Regions from separate parts of the Mus musculus genome. Here region 1 is linked to region 2. The links are chromatin contacts, called in public Micro-C maps. All regions are on one chromosome and are shown on one strand. The core of a region is the stretch at or near the end of the contact, and the rest is flanking DNA. Distances in the headings are between cores, read along the strand shown. Region 1 has its middle 190 kb from the start of Gm31711. Region 2 has its middle 22 kb from the start of Gm31711.

The links. A called contact is a pair of places that touch in the nucleus more often than the background predicts.
Region 1: a Micro-C map of granulosa cells shows a contact between it and region 2, with 5 times the contacts expected there. The contact joins two enhancer-like sites. A contact is called at or near these places in 3 of 484 Hi-C or Micro-C datasets (ECoMG-derived neutrophils, granulosa cells and liver) and 1 of 115 datasets of contacts at active chromatin or transcription factors (pancreatic cancer cells).

Annotation. Positions count from the first base shown.
Region 1 is chr13:16,451,285-16,456,861 of GRCm38.p6, forward strand. No RefSeq gene overlaps it. Among named protein-coding and RNA genes, the nearest start is that of Gm31711, 190 kb to the left of the region's middle. Within about 2 kb of position 2,462, at least 8 of the 459 cell types and tissues checked have an H3K27ac peak or open chromatin away from gene starts, as enhancers often do. A contact at or near this core is called in granulosa cells, where this site is marked.
Region 2 is chr13:16,280,853-16,286,461 of GRCm38.p6, forward strand. No RefSeq gene overlaps it. Among named protein-coding and RNA genes, the nearest start is that of Gm31711, 22 kb to the left of the region's middle. Within about 2 kb of position 1,974, at least 12 of the 459 cell types and tissues checked have an H3K27ac peak or open chromatin away from gene starts, as enhancers often do. A contact at or near this core is called in granulosa cells, where this site is marked.

The DNA.
Region 1 (5,577 bases), core at 1,212-3,711, 170 kb after region 2:
AGCAAAGCATAAAGCAGCAAGATCCAGATTCGAACAGTGGAAAAGCATTAGCTTCTGTGAAAAAGCAAGAACTAGCAGGACCTTAAGTAATGAGGAAAGAAAAGACTCAGAGGGGAGCTGAGAGAAACAGAGAGAACTACATGTGTCTAGTCAAGGCCATGGACATTTATTAGATCAACCATGGCATGGGAAGGAGCTGTCTTTGTGTTGTGATCAATAATTGGCCAAGTCACATAAGAGGTGTCCTGGACTAGTAATGCCAAATGCCTCACACTTAGATGACTCAAGTAACAAAATTTTAATTTTTTCCCAGTTCTGAATGCTGGGAAGTATAGTATCAGGGTATGGGATGGTTCTTCTTGATGCAAAGTCTCCTTTCCTCTTTTGAAGAAAACTTATCTTTTCTAGGCCTGCATGTGGTCTTCCTTGTGAGAGTATATAGATGGGGAAAACAGGGTTGGAAACTGATTATTGGTCTTGTTTAAAGGATACTGGTTCTACTGGATTATGAGCAACATCATAACCTCATTCAGTTTTAATATTCCTTAAAATTCCTATATCCAAGTATAATTAAAACATAATTAACTCTTCAACATGGAACTTTGGGTGGCAGGCATAATTCAATTCATATTATGGAATAAAGAAATTAATGACTGTCCTAATAGAAGTAATAAAAGTGAGAAAGGAAAGAATTTTTTTACTGTGAAAATTTTACAATTAAAAAAAATGGTTATGTAGACATTTGACATTGTTTGGGGTGAGTAACAGGGAAAGGTTGAAAAACTGACAGATAATTGTGGGAAATTCCAGAGGTGAAAAGATGGAGAGTGAGATAGAAAGATGAGAAGGGACCTAGTGTGTAAGTAGAGATCAGGTTTGGGGAAAGGGAGCAATGGTGGAGTCAGGAGGACAATGGGAGATAGTTACTATAGGTCTTGTTTATAGTTTATCTGGGAAATGAATAGATTTAATTCCAGTAGCATTTGTCTCCTTAAAACTGAAACATAATCAATAAGGCATCAAACTAACTATGTTTTGTGGGATGACAGCCATAGATTCCATGAAGTGGATGTGTTACCATAATGAATGTAGCAACAAATTAACTGGACCTTGAATCCAATATAATCTTTGTAGGCTAAACATTCCAAATGGACTTCTTATAAACCTATGACAGAAAATTATGCAGAAACATGTTCCCATTTCCACCACTTTGGGGACAATTGATTGTAAAGATGTGAATCTAAACAGTGTTGCTAACCTCATTATAAACCTCAGAAATTACTCACATTTGAATAGACAGAACAATCTCTGCTACTTTCTCATCCCAAAGAATGGTGAAATTGGCAAATAACCAGTCAATCTACAGGAGGAATTTCTATAATAACTCTGCCATACATGGATGGAAAAATATCTCAGCAGCACAGTTCATGAAGGAGATATGAACTGTCTTAATAGATAAAGGAATGTGACTTTAAAACCACAGACAGGAGTCTCTGCAGAAACATTATAGCTTAATACTCCCAACATACTTGGGAAGCTATGACCTCCCTTTAGTACACACCAGAGAAAGAACAGGACAGGTTAAATATACCCAAGGAGGAACACGAACTGTTCAGTATACCTAAGGAGAAGCAGGAAGACTTCAACACCTCTGAGAAGGAACAAAGCAACAGTAACAACAAAACAAAACACCCAGCTTCAGGTAAAATAAAAAGCAAGTGTATACAAAGCAAGCAAAGATGTCAGTGGCCATTTAAGGACTTTAACTCAAGCAAAAGATTTCATCCACATGGTACTGATGTGATAGAGTTAATGTTACAGAGCAGGGTTTGAACTAGATGACTTCAAAGTCATCCCCATCAGCAGGTAGAACTGATTAGGGTAGAAGACTTCCATATTTAAGGTATGGTAGTTTTACAGAGAAAAGTGTATGTAGGATTATGAGGCTGAACAGGCTAGGTCAAGAGTACCTTGCTCATGTGAGTTGTGCTAAATAGGCCTTACAGCAACTCAGTGAAGTTTGCACTAAATTGAGCTCTTTGCCCTTTGAGCTCAATGATGAGAAAGTGTATTTCAATAACCATGTGGCATCAAAATGACCTCAATATCTACATAGTCTTTGTGTCATGCAGTTTGGGCAAATGGCCACATTTTTGTGGTTTACTTTTCTCCTGCAAATGTTAATGTTTTGTGCAGCAGAGAATGTGGTTAGGCTTCTGGGTCCTGATCTGAACAGAGAGACCTATAGTTGAGTGAACTTATCTCACCTTGCTCAGTGGAGTAGACAAGGAGCATCAGTAACCTATCCACCCAACAGGAGCAAACACAGTAAAGAGAAGTTGTAGGATTGGAGGTCTGGCCCCAAGCTTAAGCCTTGGCTAAGCAGAGATAACATGTGTCACTGCTTTCTGCCAAGGTCCATCCCAACCACTTTAGTTCACTGTGTAAGGCTAAGTATACAAGAATCACAACAAAAGCAACTGCAGCCTACTGGGCTATGCTCAGGGATGCCTGTTGGGGTACTCTTATAACCACAGTTGCTTCTAACAGGATCTCACTCATCTACTGTAACTCTACACAATGTGTATAGCCAACAGGGAGCCTGTAGCCACCTTAGCTCTGTAGGAGGAGGAACATGAGGTAGAGCAGGATCACAGCTCTAGCAACAGAGACAGTCTGCATGTTCCCCCCTCAGGAATGGGACAAACAGAGCCTATGCTGTAATTTCTATGAGTCTGCAAAATCAACATCTAAATCAATGAGTACTTAAATGTAGGTACCAAGCACATCTGCTTGCCATAAAAACAATAGATATAAAAAGCAACCTCATGTTTGGCCACTGTGCGATTTCTTGGATCTCACTGAGGTTTGCTTGATGGTAGGCAGGAAGGGCAGGTTAACCTGCTGCTTCTTCCCATAAAGCCTGGGTCTGGGACTTGTTACAGGACAAGTGGGACACTTTCTTCTTTAGTAACATTTTCTTAACTCATGGTTAGCATCCTGTAGTTCTTTTGCATGAGCTTTCTGGTCACAAATAGAGGGCAGATGGCATGCCCCTGTTTCAATGGGCTCAAAGGGGCTTTTTCTAGTTCAATTTCACTCAAATGTGCCCCCACGTCAGAAGATGGAAGGTAATTTGCTGAGTTTCTATGGTGTTCTGTGGCTGTACAGGGAAAGTCTGGAATTCTGTGGAGCAACCCATTGAGGGGTTTTTCTCTTGATCTCCACATATGATCTTTCTGGAAGGAACTGATATTTCAGACCCACTGCCTTTCAGGGACAAGAAATACTGTCCTCTTGGAATAAGTCTATGAGATGTTAGGGTTGCATTGGAAGCAATCTACATGGGCACTTGTCCACAGCTACAAAGTGGAAGCTAAGATTAGTCTTCAAGCCAGAGCTAGGCTTCCTTGGAGGAGCCTCTGAACCACTGTCTGCTTTGTTTGCCAGTCCTATGACATTTTTTAGCACAGATTAAGCAAGCATTTTCTCCCTTCTTTATCAGTTCTGTTTTCAGTAAAAGATGGTAAAGAGAGGACAATCAGTTTGCTGATAGGAAAGCCAGGCTGTTAGGGTCATTGAGAATTACACAGGGTTGTGATAGCAGAGCCTGCTAAGAAGGCTCAAATCAGGACAGATAACAGCTCAAGTCATTCAGCACAATGTCAGAAGCTCAAAGAAATGTCAAGATACATAGTCCTTGCAGAAGCCCACTTTAACCTACAGAGGAGAACAGCTAGGAGACAGGGTTCCTCACAGTGGACACAGGCTGAAGGACTGCTGATAACAGGCTTGTCACATAAGAGCAGGGAGGGTCATTTAGTCTAGGCCTCAGCCTTAGTTCTGATTTTATCACTAAGCAAGCTGATTTATTTAGTTTCTGAGATACAGAGAGCAGATTGAGAGAATATGTCAATAATTTTCCAAGTCCTAGGCAATCTTGTGAATAATAAAATAAATTGTACTTCTTAGAATTTCTATTTAGCTAAATGTAAACATTTAAAATATGCTGCATGCTTTATAATCGCCCAGTAATGTATCTTTATGTTTTAATATACCCAGAGTCATAACAAAGTGCACTGACTGGTCCTTCCTCTTATTCCTCCACTCAAAACTGAGTAAAAAGCAACCAGGGCTCAGAAAGATGCTTTAGTTTTAGACTCTAAAGTGACTATCAACTTAGAACAGAGCTGACATATCCTGAAAGAACATTAGGAGACCTCTAAAAATGTGTGCTCTAAACCCAGCTCACCCATACTACCCACAGTCTAGCTAGGTGATACCATTATGTTTCTTGAAGTCTCCATTGTCTCTGCTATGTCAGAGTTAAATTATCTGGGAAATCTCTTATCATAGGATTCATTGCTAGGAGGCTAGTCTTCCCACTTTTTCCCATTTTGGGGACTTGTTTCTCTGTTATGATACTCTGAAACTTTATCAGACTTGTAATTTAAGCAGCATGATAATGTATCTGTTTTAATTAGTGCAAGAAAGACTCAAAGATCTTTATACCATAAAGAGAGATTCTGAACTGAGGAATTACACCTGTGGCCAACTCCCTCCTCCCCCACAACAAAACCTGTACAACCTTTTCACATATGAGAAATTACCAGAGATGCTAGAAGTGCTCCTTACCAGAACTTTTTTCTACCTGAAAATAAACAGGAGCCAACTTTAAGGTCAAAAACCAAAGCTACTATCGGTCATTCAGCCTGTAATGATCACCTGGCCTTGTTACTATGTAGCACCCTCAAGGCACAGCTGTCTGCAAGTCTTCAAGAATATATGCTCACTTGGAGAAGAAACCACATATTTTTTATCTATATGACAGGGCCTTTCCTATTTCCCTCCAATATCACAGACTTATGTTCCCTTGGCATCTCCCCTCTTCTGTGATTTTGATTATTTTATTCCTGGGTATTTGCCCAAGGATCATGCATTGCAAACTTGATACTTAGTGTAACAGATAGCTGAGAAAGTCGCGGCACCTTTAATAGATGTGAGACATCATAGGAGGTAATTAGTTGCTCAGGGTATAGCTGTTGTGGAAAATATTAAAAGAAAAAGGCAAGTTCCTGGGCTTCACCCAGCTACTCTCAACCCTGGCCAGTTCTTATCTCATGGAGACTCTGACTCAGAGCTCCAAAATCTCTCCACCCAGCTCACTAGGTTCCCACTGGTGGGTCACTACCATGCTAGCCCCATGCTTCAAAACCCACAAGGCCTTTGTAGTGCACCTCTGGCAAACTTTGCCACAGTACCTTTCTTTCTTGAACCCAATCGAACCACTGCATGAAGGAAAACACCACACAAACTTAGTGCAGAAACAATGGTAACTCAATCACGAGGCGCAGCAACTATAATCCTAATCGTTTAAGCCATATTATATCTAAATTCTTCTGTGGCAAATCCTAAATCGCCATATAAGCTGGGAGACACTAGTAGCTACATCTTCCCCTCTTGCTTTCCCAGTCCAAAAAGCCTCTAACTCTCTCCTGCTTCCTCTCTTCCTCCATCCTACCTGGAAGTCCCGCCTACTCATCCAGTGATTGATTCCTTTATTCACTGGGGAGAAGG
Region 2 (5,609 bases), core at 724-3,223:
TGTTCCCTTCTTAGGACGACCTGGAAAGCAGAATTCACACTGCCAGAGTGACCTGCGTGCCCTTATCTATGTTCAACAAGTGGTTCTCTTTACTATTCCCATGGCAACAATGATAGTTTCCTCATTTTCAGCAGGGTAAAAATGGGCTACAAGGCCCACCAGACACTGTGAAACTACTCTGAGAACACAGGATGAATAGAATTATGAACTTCAGGATTTGTTGGATCCAACATCACACATATTATAAGTGGGTGTCATCATCAAAGCTAATAAATTTTCCTGTCCCATGCCCTAGAGACCTTGATGGGTAATTTTTGGGCTGCTTTTCTGTTTAAGGCAGGAGGAAAAGTTGTATAAGAGCAACATGTCCACCAGTTTTTGAATCTGTGGAAGATTTTGTATTTATCACATGGTCCTAATTAGGCAGAGAAGCAACCACAGTGTTGCCTCTCTAGTTCCTCCCCTCCTACATTTACCCCATCTCTATACCTGTAAGGATACTAAGTTGATTGTCCTCTGTCTTTTGTTTTAACCAGGAGGTTCAAGAAGTGTTATCATTAGCTTTAAAATCTGTCTCGACCCTCTTAGGTAAGATAGCTTTACCTAAAACGGTTTGTGTGTAATATGAGCTAGTCTGATGTGTTCAATCATCTAGACAAATACTGCTTTATTCTGGTATATTTACACAAGTAAGCTCGAAGTATGAGATAGAAGAAAATCAGAACTTTTAAAATATATCACCTCACCTGTAATTACTGCTTTTCTCAGTGTTACTCGCAACCCTTTCCAGCCTCACTCTTAAAAGCATCACTGAAGTTTGGCTCTAAAAATGGGAGTATTATAGCCTTAATGTTTGAAACTCACCTCTAAGGGGGTTACTAAAGTAACAATCCTGAGTGTGTAAACTCTGATCACCTTCCCATTCTTGCATGGGATCTCTAAGGCAGGGTGTGGAAGAAGGAAAAATGTGAAGGTTTTGCTAGCTGTGGTTTCCAGTATCATGTTCTGTTTGATAATCCACAGGGCTAATATTGCTCTACTGAGTAGAGATTTCTGAAACAGTGCCACTATCAGGTAGATCAGATAGTTGGCCAAAGCTTTGGCACCAAAGAGACTCAACAAATATATTTCATCACACTGACCCTGTGCTAACAGCAACTCTATGTGGATAACCTCATGGGAATGGAAGTTGAGAAAGAGCTATTTCAAGGCTGCAAATGCCTTAATCTCAGCTCTGTTCAAAATGCAAACATGCTGCTTTTTATGCTCTCAGTAGTAAAACAAATCTGTGGGATTTTTCAATCCTCAGCATGGGAAGGTAGAGAGAAAAGTGAACAAGGAGAACCTGACGTGAACTGTCCACAGTCACAATAGAAGGAAGAAAATCAGGGAGTCAAACATCTTTTTTTTAAAAAAGGGGGAAATAATAAATTAAGAGGGCAAAAATATAGCAAATTATCTGACTAAAGGAGGGTTAAAAAAACGTATTTTATTTGCAATTCCAACACTCAGTTCTTTGTTCAGAAAACCTAGAGAAGTGCCCTGCAGACTCAAAGGCTCCTGAGTTATCAGGGAGCTGTTTCCGGGGGATGTGTTCACCCACTCAATACTGCTGCTTGAATAAAGGCAGAAAGAATAGTGCAAAAAAAAATCTGTAAAAACAGGCCAGCACTCCAGGCTTTGTTACAGCAAAAATGACATTGGTATAATGGAAACCTCAGGAGATAATGGGGTAGACTCAGCCTAGCCTTGGAGAGCTTCCAGGAGGGACCCCTAACTCTTCTAAAGCCAAGGAACTTCCTCATGTCCACTGGCTCTGGGTACAGCCTAACCTGTTATGATCCAGCTGTAATAAGGATGGCAGCCTCCTGGAAAACTCTCTCCCTGGCTGAGATTGTGGAGTCTAGGCCCCATGGTCAGATAGGGGCAGGAACCCAGCTACAAGGACAACAAGACTGAGAAATTCTTATCTTTTCCCTTGCCTTCAAAGTAGCAGTGGAAGGCTTCCATAGCCCTGGTCTCCCAGAATCTGCAGGGTGTCTGTCTGAGAGAGACCCTGAATTCTTCCTGTCTCTTCCACCCTGTCCTTCTTACCAATAGATGAATCTAGAGAGACTGAAACTCTTAAGTGGTTTTCAGAACACTGGGAAAGAGGCCCCTAGTCTCCTTTCTCTGTTAGTCATTACAGAATGATGGTTCTCCACAGACGATTTAAACAATGTGGTAGCTTTGCTATGACTGTATAGAGTGATTCCAAACCTATTGAACTATTTTTTTAATTGTGATTTATTTGTGTTCCTTAATTGAAACAAAATGGTACAGGATTCTACAATAATGGTACCAAGTCCTTCAGCCCACAATAATGTGCAATGCTACTTTTTTTTTCTTTGTCTTTTATGGGGTCTGGCTATTTAAGTCCATCCTAACTACTTGTATGTCTGGGTGTGACATTCCAGATTGGATACAACAGAGAGAGCCCTGCAATGCTCATTTCTAAATCCAATCCTAACAGCCTTGTTATCTTTGTCAGAACAACCTAGTAACTGCTTCCTCAATGTTTTAATTTAGATTTCTGAGATACAAGAGGAATTTAGATGTTATTCCCCACCCCCACTCCACCTTAAATGTGTGGCAGCCTTACTGTTTCTAGGACAGGGCTAAAAAGAAACAGATCAACCCTCAGTGAAGCCCTGGAATGTTATTCTAAGGCGCCTTCAGATTTCCATCCTTCTGTACAGTATTGAGCCTCATTTGGGGCTATAGCTCACAAGAAAACAGTTGTGGCAGAGCCAGAAGATTGAAGACGCCCAGGCGATGGGTGACGATGAACAGGAGGCAGCTAATTGTTTCAGTTCTGCAGCATTGGGAAGTTGTAAGCAAAAATGGAAAAATGAAAACTGTTTCTTTTACTGTAAGTCTTGAACACAAACATTTTAAAGCCCCTTGAGCAATACAATGTATCTTTTTATACAGCTTTTGGGAAGGTAATTGATGCATATTAATGTAGGAATTATGTATGTGGGACTGAAAGCCCAGGTATTTTGATGAGTGGACACTTCCTAAATGAGGCATTGGGTAGTTCGTAATGGCCCAAAATTCTCTTGTAAAAACATATATACATTGTAACAATTTCACTACACTGAACATGCTTAGAGTCTAAAACACCTTGACACCCCCATTCTCTCCTTGAGGAAGTGCATGGTTAATGGCCAGTACACCAGATATCTAATACAAATTCTAAAAGACAATGAGCTACTGTGGTAGGGTAAATGCTTCTTTCTCTGTCCCTTTGCCAGCACACACTGTTTCTCAGGTCACTGCTTTGGTGAGGTTCCTAGCAGCTGACAAGCAGAGCCTAAAATTTAAGACATTCTTGGAAGGTTAAGGCTCCCTTTCCTTGTACTTTTAGTGAAAGGGCCTAAGCTTGCCTTAGGGAATCACCAAAGTAAAAGAGGCTGGAGCATCGATCTGGGGAATTGCCGCTTTCTTATACTGGTGGACTGTGGTCAGCAGAGTCTCACGTTTTGAAATTGTATCATAGAGATATGATAAAGCAATGTCTTGAAATCTTGAAAAAGGAGGAGGAGGAGGAGAAACAGGGGAAGGAGGAGAAGGAGAAAGAGGAGGAGGAGGAAGAGGAAAAAAAGAAGCAAAAACAAACAAACAAATCAAAACAAAACAAACAAACAAACAAAAAGCCCCAGAAAGCATCAACCCAAACATGAGCGATAGGAGAGAGAGGTGGGAGCTTGGGAAGAAAACATGGTGCGGGTTCAGTTAGGCAGCTTCTAAGTGTGGAGCACTCTGAGTTAGTTTCAAAAGCTAATTGTAAGCATAACTATTGTGATTTGTGTAGAAAGATTCAATAAGGCTGTCAAAAGAATTCCATATTAAGTGGTGCGTGCTTGGGGAGCTCTTAATTCATCTGCTTTGGGGTCAATTTATGCCCTTCCTTATTCAGGTGTCTTTTAGTTGTCATGGTTGAATTTTTCTGCATCAGTTATAGCCATCTTACCATTTTTTTAAAGGAATAGTTATAATTTTCTGCAAATTTTAGCAGAGGAAGAACATGGGAAGCCAGTGCCCACCGTCTTGTCAGAAGCAGCCCCTGATTCTGACACTGGACTTTCTTAGTCCCTCAACATGTTTTGGATTGGCACAGAATATTCAGCTTGCTTCTATGGAGAATAAAGTCTGTTTTTGAAATCAAGGATTTTCCCTAATGGTATTCTTACCACATAGTCTATGTTTGTCTGCTAATTGTACCTGGTTGACCAAGGGAGAAGGGACTGTGCCTGCATGGTGGAGGAGATGACACTCGAGGAAACCAAGAAGCAGGGAAAGATCAAACAGTCAAGGGTTTTAGGTTTTCAGTTTCTCCCTCTCTCCCTCGCCCTCTATCCCCACCCCTCTTTCTGTGTCTCTGCGTGTGCATCTATGTGTAGTTATGGGGTTCAATTGTTGTTTGCTACCAGTATGTATTCCTAGTTACAAATTAAGTCTTTTTTTGGAGAGCAAAGCCTAGGCTTTGATTCTTCTTTTCTTTTCTTTCTTTCATTTCTTTTAAATGCTCATAAAGGAAAATGTTCTCCCAGATATTTCTACTTAGAATATGGCTGCTCATTCTTGTTCAAGACTAATATTTTAAAGATGTGTCTCCGGGATATTCAAAACTGATGGATTTGAGCAGTTAGATTCTATATTTGTAAACTACTTATGTAACTTTTTACACCTTTGATTTTGTTATTGGGTCATAAATACCTCTCTGAAACTGCTACAAGCATTTATTTTAAAAGAAAACTAACATCCTATACATTGTGCAGTTTATATATGCTATATAAACTTTGCATGCCCCTATGTTGAATACAAAATAAATCCTTCAGTGTAGTGTATGAATTCAACCAATGTTCAGATACTTAAAATTTCTCCTAGATTTTACAAGGAGGAAACTCCTGGTGCTGGTATTGTAGTATCTAGCTCAGTGTCCTAGAACTCAGATTATACTGCTGGTAAATGAGTGCCCAGTATATGTAAAATAATTTTGACCTAAATCTGAAGCCTTGGACACAAACTGCTAGTACTTACAGAAATAGTGATACTAAAGCACACCTTGAAAAGAAACTCTTTCACTACTTAATCATTTGATGGTTTACAGCTTTTCTATGTTAGTAGGAAATGCTTATTCACTTGCCCAACATCAAGTTCCTATTACCTTTCTCCCTGTGACATCTTGAATTTTTTGGAAGGCTACCTATCCTAACATCCCTTCTACTGCTGTCTCCACAACTCCTTCTTCCCACAGCCAGTGTATGATAAAAGTGAAACTGTTTGTATTTTGTACCCCTGGCTGAAAAGTTGAGTTTAAAATATAAAAATGAACAAAAAGGATATTTACACAAGAGACATAGTTACTGCTTACTACATGAACACAGATCCAGGCAAACTAGATCCACACAGTAAAGGGCTTCAACGAGAAAAATAAGAAACAAAACTATGTGAGTTTTGAGCTTATGGGAAGCCATTTTGACCTCATAGAAGAAGTAATGCTCAAAAATTAACTGAAAAGTTTTAAGATCTTGTGCTGGTTTAAATGTAGTGATGAAAAATAG